Regions from separate parts of the Gossypium arboreum genome. Here all the other regions are linked to region 1. Evidence: chromatin contacts called from public Hi-C data. All regions are on one chromosome and are shown on one strand. The core of a region is the stretch at or near the end of the contact, and the rest is flanking DNA. Distances in the headings are between cores, read along the strand shown. Region 1 holds the start of LOC108465663 (mediator of RNA polymerase II transcription subunit 25). Region 2 overlaps LOC108465661. Region 3 holds the start of LOC108465665.

Region 1 (3,364 bases), core at 149-2,648:
AACACCTTATGAGATTGTGTATGGGCAGCCTCTGCCAACTCACTTTCCTTACTTAGCAGGTGATTCTAACGTAGCTGCAGTAGATAAAAGTCTGAAGGCTGGAGAAGCTACTATTAAGATGTTCTAGTTCTATCTTGAATGAGCACAAAATAGAATGAAACAACAAGCAGATAAAAAAGGGAGTATAGGCAGTTTCAGATTGGAGACTGGGTATTGGTGAAGCTACAGCCATAGCTAACAGGGCATGTCTGAAGTTATCAGCTTGTTATTTTGGGCCTTATCAAAACATAGGGAAAGTGGGTCCAGTAGCATATAAACTGCAATCACCAGTAGGGGTGACAGTGCATCCTGTTTTCTATGTGTCTTAGCTCAAGCAATTTGTAGGAAAGGAACCAATTAGTATTATCAATAGACAAATGGTCAAGCGAGGCAACCAAGCTGTTACAGAACCGTAAGTTACTTGGAGGAACTCTTTCCCAGAAGATGCTACTTGGGAGACTCTATCAACATTGCAGACTCAAATTCCAGATTTCCTCCTTGAGGACAAGGATGCACTGAAGGAGAAGGCAGTTAATACTTGATACAGGTCCAATTGTTAGCCTAAGTTAGATGAGTGGTTTACTATTTTCTGTTTTTGTTATGCTTATTTCCTGCTTTTCAGATTAGTGTCATGGTTGTTTACAAATACCAAATTGTATTGAGGAATTACCAGACAATACACATGGCACGTACTCTCACTATTCAGAGAAGATTCTTACAACAATCTTTTCTCCCTAATGCCTCTTTATTTTCTCCTAACGGTCCCCTGTTCATCATTTTTCTATTTCACACTTATCATATATTCCAGAATCAATCGTCAAATTCAGGTAATATCAAGGACCATTCAGTGGGCATATAAAGCGAAATCCAGAGAGCATAATTCCGTAAGCAAAAAGTTATCTGAAATTTTGACTAGAAAATTTCACAGACATCTCAAGAATGGAAATCTTCGAAAATAATATTAATATCAACTTTAACAAAGACTGTAACTTTACTAACGAGTATTAAGGGAATTAAACAATAAAAGCAATTGGAGGAGAAGAAAGAGAAAGAAGGACCGAAGGAGACCTGATGATCTTTTCGAGGTAATCAGAAAGGATGATTTGCCAGTAGGGACCCATGGCGGCGGTGCCTTCAACGGCCACGATAAGCTGCTTCTCCGCCATCTGCTACTTCGCGCTTCAATTAATTAATAATACAAAGAGTATACGACTCAAAAGGCACTTTAATCTGTACCCCCAAAGAGAAATCAAATTTGTTCAAGAACCTTTCTCATGTCAGCCTCAAATTATTTCATTTGAGTCACTTCAGTAAAACCCGACCCGAAAGTCTCAAGCCAATCAATGGGTAAGCTGGACATCTAATATATATTAGTTCTAATTACAAAATTGCCTCCTAAATTATGTTGCATTTCACACTTAGATACCTAAATTTATTATTAAAAGTGGCCTTTAAACTACAAATTTTTCTATTTTATCCAAAAATAAAAATGTGTATGAATTCAAGGGTACTTAAACTATAAATTTTCTCATTTTATCCAAAAAGAAAAAAGTGTATGAATTCCAATAAAAATGTGTCACATTTCACACTTTTATTAGTTGGTATTGCGTATCGAGATAAGATTAAATTTAGTAGTACTTAAATTATAAATTTTATCCAGAAAAAGGTGTATGAATTCCAATAAGAATGTGTCGTCGCACTTTTATTAGTCAGTATTATGTAACAGGGTAAGATGAGACAAAATGAATAACTTAGGTATCACTTTTGATTTATTTCAAAAAAAAAGTGTAACACCCCGAACCTGTCTTAGTAATTGGACTAGGGTTACAAAGCATTACTAAACAAAACAGAACTTTAAACTTCAAAACAAAATAAGTATTTCAAATTAAGTAACATTTTAATACATTAATACAATCATAGAAAATATACACATTTGGGCCTTAAATTGGGCTTTTGGGACCCTAAAAATAGTTTGGCAACATTCAAGGATTATTTTGAAACAAAACAGAAAAATTTGAAATAAAATGCAAAATTTGGAAAATAGGGGTAACACGGTTGTGCGGCCAGGCCATATGACATAGTCCAAACCGTGTGAACATTCAAAGTAGGGCCATACAGTCGTGTCCCAACTCTTGTGTTCGCCAGTGTGAGTATTCGAAAAAGGGCCACACAGTCGTGTCATAGGCCATGTGCCCGACCGTGTGGGTATTCAATGTTGGGTCACACGGCCGTATCGCAGGCTATGTTCCAGACCATGCTCGAAAATGTTTTGGGAGACATGGCTGTGTCGCAAACCGTGTGAAACCTACACCTAAAATATAAAGGACACAACCGTGTGAGAAGACCGCTTGTGGCATACGGCCGTGTGACAGCCCGTGTCCCAAGCCGTGTGCACCAAAATTAACCCCTAAAACAAGTCATTTCCATGCCTAGTCTTGCCTAACAAGAAACAACATACACATACACATTCACATGGCCAAAACACTTACTAAACGTACTCTAAACATGCTAAATCAACCAACCTATGAATTCTAACCAATATGTCATTCAAAGGCACCTCAATTCAAGACAATTTAACATCATATTATAACCTAAATTCTCATTTCCACAACTACCAACCATTCAATATTTCATATACTTAAAGACATATCATAAGTTATGCATTTACATACCATCCAAAAGTGACTAAAGCACATTCTTAATAAGCATTACAAATTCATCATCTTAAACTCAAAAGACATAATCAAATCAAGTGAGCCATATAACATACTTACAACATCTATCACATATAATCCTATACATTAAGCCTTATACATGCCATTTATAACCAAAGCCAAAATATTCAAAAACTACAAAAGTGACTTCTGAATAGTGTGATAAGACTCCGACAAGGTTCCAGCAAGTCGAGCTTCCGATAGACTACAAAATAGAAGAAACACAACTACGTAAGCATTATTTGCTTAGAAAGCTCGCATAAGATTAACTTCAACTTACCGAACATCAATTGATAAACCATTCAACCAAGTTCATTTCAACATCAAAAACATTATACTTTCCTATCCATAATAATCCACATGGTTAATAACCAACATGTAAACATAATATCTATGTGACATAGCATATACTAATAAATGAATTTCCATAATTAATCTTTTCCATCACATGATAAATTCTTATAATTAATATTTCCAGAATGCGTTAAAGTTACCTGATTCACTACACCAACATGAAGCCTGCTAGGCTCAAGGCCTGATTACATACATCGACATGAAGCCTGTTAGGTCCAAAACTAGATACAATGTATCCAATACAACTCAATTTCCAT
Region 2 (3,251 bases), core at 736-3,235, 380 kb after region 1:
ACCAAATAGATCGGCGGAACCATTAATATAATTTTTTTTTAGTTTTTTTTTTCTCACTTTGTATACACGTATTTTCACGGATATTTGGATAAATATATATAAGTGTCACCTGATACAGTGGTGACATCAATAAAAAAATTCTTTATTTAAAAGCTTGATAATTGACTGAAAAAGGGGAGTGGTGCCCCTTATCTATGAGGCGACACTATAACAAACAACTCATTTCCGTTACTAATTTGTCCCCCAAATCATTTTCATAATTAATTAATTTTTTATATTATTTTTATAAAAAAAACCTCGTTAATTATAACATCATGTTTCACAAGAACACCAATCAAATATTGATCATTATTACTCAGATGTGCTGGATCATTCTTTACCCAAATCTGGTTAGGTTGTGGTCTTCTTTTTCTATTCATTGCTGTAATAAGTTAAAAGTTTTTCAAAACAGCATGAAATCAGAATGCAAATGAAAGCATTAGAAAGTTCAGTGTAGCAGCATTCCACATAAATAATAACTATTGGGGATTCATTTCACTCTTCACTATCCGCTGTGAATGCCTTCAAATAGTTAATTCAACTCTCTGTTTAGATGATCATTTTGTGGGATTTAAACCATTTTGAGGCAGTAATCATGGAAGCCTCCACAATTCCGTCATAATATTTTTATGGTAGACATTACAATTGAAATTTAACATTTTATAACATCAAATCTTATATTCACATCTAACTTAATTTTTAGTCATGAACCACTACTTGAGTATTTTTATGTCAAATCTAAGTCCACATTAATTCCTTAACTCGACAAGTAAGTTTACATTGATTCCTATACTCTCTTTTTTTACCGTTTATTATTTATTTAAGTTTATTCTATTAATGACTATGAAAAAATAATTTGACATACTCGACTTATCATATCATGACACTAGTTATAGAAAAATGTGTTATTTTTGTAAGAAAAATTTATGTTATTTAATAATTTAAAAATAAATAGAATATTTTTGAACTACTTAACTCTAAGATTAGATGAACTTGGAGTAGCATTTTTAAGTTAGATATGAAACACATAGTTGTAATCAAAAGTTTTCAGCAACATCAAATAGTAAAAATCAAAACCATTACAATAATGTTGTAATGAAACCCATAGTCTTAAACAACAAAAATGATAACCCATAAAAAGAAAAGTTTAATGAAAATTTTTTGACGGAATCTTTCACCCCACAATTATGGTGGCCTTTTGGATTGAAATGGTATTTCAATATTTTAGTATTTTGGTCTCTTTCATTTAGGGGTTCCAAAGGATTTTTAGTTACTCCGTTTTTCTAGTTAATTTTATTAAAATTCATTTTATTTTTCTCCACTTCTTTATTCTACAAATAAGAAGTATTATTATAATTATTTTAAAATACAGTGATTTGACAATACAGGTGGCGTGATATGATATGTTGGGTATGCCTTTTCTTCACTATCATTAACAAAATAAGTTTAAATGAATAATAATTATTAAGTTTAATGGTCAAAATAGAATTAAAAAAATTCCAACAGTCAATCTGAATTTACTTGTCAAATTCAAGAATCAAAATTTAAATTTACTATCAATATTTGTTGTATTAATTGCTAATTAATTTTTAAAGAAAAAAAAAGAGAATGAATATTTTTATTCCGAAAAGGTTTGAAATTTGATCCATCCACAACAGTTGGTTTGGAGTAGAGGTAGTTGAGGATAGTGGGTCTTTGTCCTTAGCACCGAGTATGATTTGATTAAGGGTTTCAGCCATGTTGCTGAAGGCAGTAAAAATTATTAGTGGAGAGGAACTTTGAGTGGCAACAGAGATGCAATATGGTTTGGCATCACTATCTGATATTATTCATTTGGTTGCTTCCACATATCCTGCCCTATCTCTTTGGATATCCCCCTTAACTCTTGCTTATTTCTCCATTTGACCCTAACCAAATCACACTGTCCCAACATTTTCTCCTCCCTATCACAAACCAAAATATTTAACCCACCAATCTCTCTTTATCCTAATTTATGCATATTTAAAGAAAAGAACAATGCAACCCTAGCAACATATAATTCCTGGGAAATCCAAGACTAACTATACACGTGCGGAAGAGAGCGCTTCATCATCCTCATTTATATTTCATAAGCGAAAAAGGAAAAAGAACCCATGATTTATCACAAAACATGTCAAAATCACTACTTTCATTTCATTTCAGAATGCAACTAGTCATTTACAATTCCTGAGTGGCAAAACACAACTATATCACGTTTGGAGAAACCAGAATGGCCAGCTTCTCAATGCTTGCTTCATCTAAAATCACAAGCAATTCGAAACGGTTTGAAGAAAAAAAAATTACACCAACTTTTCTACAGGTAATTTGAGACTAGACATCATAGACTGGCAGTCGCTCTTCAATAGAAACACGGCAGATTGGACACCTTTTGCACTTCTCACAGCAAGTGCTGAGAAAGAAACAGCATTATTAATAATTAAAGAAAACAAGTTCCACATCCTTTGATAAGAAATGAAAATATTACACACCATATGCCCAAAATATGGTATGCCACTACAAGTCATGTAAATACCATAATAATATATTTCTGAGTATACATGATGCCTAAGCCAAAGCTTTTAACAGACATCTTTGCATTAATCAATAGTCCACTACTGAGAAAACAGCCAGAATGGAAAATAACATTGTCAGTATTACAAGGGTAGATGCAAATACCTGCAGAGAACATGATGTCTACAAGGCAGCAGGACTACACTGATTTGTTCCTCAAAGCAAACTCTACACAGAATCTTTTCCTGAGTGACAGATCCATTCAATTAATAAGTAAGCAATACAGTATATATTAGCCAAACAATTAGAATAACTTGGTAACAACTTAAGCTTGGTGTTGAAATAATACATATTGAAGTCTTTCAAACTCCTGCTGGCTGCACTTGGTGACTTCAGTCTGCTCACTGAGTGCAGCTTGTAATCTCCAAATCTATATTTAAAGGATTTCAAAACATGCATATAATATTGCTCAATTATAGACAGAGATTTCAGACCGTAGCAAACAGGTTAGACCAAAAAATGCATAAGTAAATACTTCACAATTTGAAGACTCCAAATACTATGTTTACCTCCTCAACAAGATCTGATTTTGGTCTTTTCTTCACAATATCAGGTGAGAAAGTGTTATATCTGAATGTTTGAGGATGAAAGAAAAGATCAGCAAAAAGACGGGGAGGGTTGGG
Region 3 (3,461 bases), core at 354-2,853, 500 kb after region 1:
TTGTCTTTACTCAACAAATGACCCTTTACATCCTCGAAAGAGAGTTTGTCTCTGTCATAAATTAGGGTCTCCTTGAAAGAGGGTAAAGAGCACAATAATAGCATAGCATGATCTTAATCGTCAATCTTAACCTCAACATTCTTCAAATTATTCAAAAGGGTAATAAATTGACTAATATGATCTCTAAGAAGCTCACCTTTATTCATGTGAAACGTAACTAAACGTTGTTTCAACACTAAATGGTTAGCTAGAGACTTAATCAAATAAAGAGTTTCTTAGGATTTTTCTCAGTAAGAACCTTTCAGGCCAGTCTAAACTAAAATTGTCATCATCCGAACTTGCCACAGATTGAAATCTGTGGCACCATCAAACTTCTCAATGTCAAACCTTGCTGCTTTCATCTCTAAACAGACTGATCTACAAAAATTGAACTAACTCTGATACCATTTGTTGGGGATCGACCCAATTAAGCAATGAACAAGTAAAAAATAACGAAATAAATTGAGAAATCGAACACATAAATTTAACGTGGAAAAACCCTCCAAAGAGGATAAAAAATCACATACAAATATAATTTTACTATAATAGAAAAAGAGCGAAGAGTATAAAAGATGAAGATAAAAACTAAACCCCGAAACTCGAAAATAAAGAACCCTCAAAACGTTAACACAAAATTCTCCAAAAGTGTTATATTCTAATCTTTTACTGGGTGTCTTAAGTCAAATAATAATAAAATAATCTAGATTAATCAGAGTTTGACTTAAACAAATAGACAGAGTGTAACTGAGAGATTATCTCTCAAATTTGACTGAAATATGAGTCATACTCAATAATATCAATTAAAAAACTTTCCGTTATTAATTTAAAGATAAAATACCAAAATAGGAGTGAATTTAAATGTTAGAATCTAAGTTAAAAAAAAATTTAAAAACAAAGTATAATTGGGTGAAGTAAAATAAAGGAAAGAATATTGGAGCCTGGTCTCGCCATTGTTGGAAGCCAATATCCTCAAGTCATGCAAGTTTTTGACAGGCAAGTGAAGAGAATATTTGGGATTTAAAAGAAACCATTTCTAAATGGTTCAATGAAATGGTAAAGAAAGCTGTAAGTGTTAAGTTAAAAAATACAAAATTGAACGAATAAATTTTCAACCACACAGATTTTTTGGAATAATTTGAGAATTTTACGAGCATGAAATGATATGTTTTATTTAAATTATCAGTAATTCCACAGAAAATTATAGCGATGCCATTATTTGAATAACTTTTAGTACAAGAATTAATTTTGAGCAAATTTTAGTAGGAGTAAAATGAAGTTTATCTCGATATACTTTCTTGGTCAGAGAACTTATGTCATAATATACCTTCTATATTTTTGTTTGTTACTCTAAATACTAAAATACGAATATATGAATAGCATTTAGTAGAGAAAAAGTATGATGTAATCTAGCCGGTGCTGGGAATGGGATCTGTCTGATTGGGCCAACACGGCCCGGCATAAGAACGCTTTGTTTAATCGGCTAATTAATCCATTTCCTGTCTGTAATTGTTTGTAAACTATAAAGCCATAGGCTTGTTCTATGTCTAAAAATTGAAAAACAAAAATGTCCTCTGTGCTTGTGTCTTCCCCTGTTATCTTCCCTCTCTCCAATTCCAAGTCCAAATCCAGTCTTTGGAGTCCCTCACGAAGAACAATCTCTCAACTTTCGGTCAACAATGGTGATGACATCATTGATTCTTCTTCAAAAACTCCAAGATTGATCACCTTCTTAGGCAAAGGCGGCTCCGGCAAGACCATCTCCTCTGTTTTCGCTGCCCAGGTACTACTTCCTAGTTACACTTGTCACCAATTAACGGAAAAGGAAAGCTGAAGCTGACAGATAGGGTTAATTAGAAATGGCCCCTTTTTCCAAATATCATCATCTAATCTCTTTGTTTCATGCCTTTCTTTGCTGCTGCTTAGCATTATGCAATGGCTGGACTCAGCACATGCTTAGTGTTACAAGGACAGGATCGCACTGCTGACTGTCTTCTCAATTGTAAGATCGACTCCTCTCCTACTCTATGCACCCGCAACCTTTCTGTTGTTAGGCTGGAAACTACTAAAGTATGTTCCTTTTCCATGCTTCATCATCTATCCATTTCAAATGGGTTTATTGTAATTACGCTGAGAATGGATCATTCGTTAAACTGCAGATGCTTCTTGAACCTCTAAATGAGCTGAAGAAAGCAGATGGCCGTCTTAATTTGACACAAGGAGTTCTGGAAGGGGTGTGTATGTAATATCTCATCATCCTTTTTACCTTAGGTGTTTGCACTTCACACTATGAATGTTGATTTTGACATGTATTAGTCTACTAGGTTGTTGGAGAAGAGCTTGGGGTGCTTCCCGGAATGGATTCTATCTTTTCACTACTTGCACTTGTGAGGCTTCTGGGTTTATTCGGGAAACGGGCTCGGAAGAACCATCAAAACGATAAATTTGACATTATCATATATGATGGTATCAGCACCGAAGAAACCCTAAGAATGATAGGTGCAAGCAGTAAAGCAAGGTTTGGAAATAGACAAAACAATTTATCTTTCTTTCCTAAAATGAAGTATGTACACAACCCCCTCTAACTCTGCACAGACTCTACTTGAAGTACCTGCGGAGCATGGCTGAGAAAACTGACCTTGGGAGATTGGCTGGTCCTTCACTCCTGAGACTCGTAGATGAAGCTATGGGCATAAGTGGTAACCCATCCCAACTCACTGGAACAATCAGTGCTGAAATATGGGACAGTCTAGAACGAATTCTTGAGGTAACCACGGAATGTATTTCATTTTATCATTCACCAATTTTTTGCTATAGGAGATTGAAAGGCTGTAAGTTGTGCAGAGAGGATCTTCAGGATCTTATCAATTTGGGTGCTTTCTTGTGATGAATCCAAACATTTCAATATCAATCAGTTCAGCATTACGTTTCTGGGGTTGTGCAATCCAAGCTGATACACAGGTGGGTGGTGCATTTGCCATTCCTACCCATCATTTGGATGTTGAATCAGTGGAAAATCTGAAGAAGAATTTGTATCCCTTGCCTTTTGCTTGTATTCCGAATCTTGCAGTGGATTCCCCTCAAGATTGGAATGCCATCATGATGAACAATAGCGTGGAGGGTGCAAGGGGTCTTCTTTCTTTGCCAGCAAGCCAGAAGGTTTCATCTGTGATTTTTGACACAGCAAAGAAAACAGCAACCCTTCTCATGCCAGGTTTCGAGAAGTCAGACATCAAGCTATATCAAGTATGTTCAGTTCTGAATCCCTCAATTCTTTTCAAGTTGTGTGATAGTTTTGAAGGTTCAAAAGTCGTTTTTAAGTTCTCATTGCTCCTCCCATGTCATCACTTGTAAAAATTTTGATTTGGTGAATTATGCTGATGATTGTTCATTGCATGACAAGTGCAGTATAGAGGAGGATCAGA

The links. A called contact is a pair of places that touch in the nucleus more often than the background predicts.
Region 2: a contact with region 1 is called in a Hi-C map of leaf, with 3 times the contacts expected there. The contact joins the enhancer-like site here to the promoter of LOC108465663 in region 1. A contact is called at or near these places in 2 of 5 Hi-C or Micro-C datasets (both in leaf).
Region 3: a contact with region 1 is called in a Hi-C map of leaf, with 5 times the contacts expected there. The contact joins the promoter of LOC108465665 here to the promoter of LOC108465663 in region 1. A contact is called at or near these places in 2 of 5 Hi-C or Micro-C datasets (both in leaf).

The regions. Positions count from the first base shown.
Region 1 is chr3:57,688,501-57,691,864 of ASM2569848v2, forward strand. It overlaps LOC108465663 (mediator of RNA polymerase II transcription subunit 25), which reads right to left and starts at 1,399. Exons shown (of 15, transcript XM_017766036.2): 1 at 1,108-1,399. The coding sequence starts at 1,205.
Region 2 is chr3:58,065,101-58,068,351 of ASM2569848v2, forward strand. LOC108465661 reads right to left here. Exons shown (of 14, transcript XM_017766032.2): 11 at 3,138-3,198; 12 at 2,918-2,998; 13 at 2,734-2,813; 14 at 2,176-2,467. The coding sequence ends at 2,389. Among protein-coding and RNA genes, the nearest start is that of LOC108465661, 12 kb to the right of the region's middle. Within about 2 kb of position 1,986, at least 2 of the 2 cell types and tissues checked have an H3K27ac peak or open chromatin away from gene starts, as enhancers often do. A contact at or near this core is called in leaf, where this site is marked.
Region 3 is chr3:58,191,950-58,195,410 of ASM2569848v2, forward strand. It overlaps LOC108465665, which reads left to right and starts at 1,604. Exons shown (of 7, transcript XM_017766039.2): 1 at 1,604-1,819; 2 at 1,963-2,106; 3 at 2,196-2,270; 4 at 2,361-2,554; 5 at 2,632-2,803; 6 at 2,881-3,282; 7 at 3,445-3,461. The coding sequence starts at 1,604.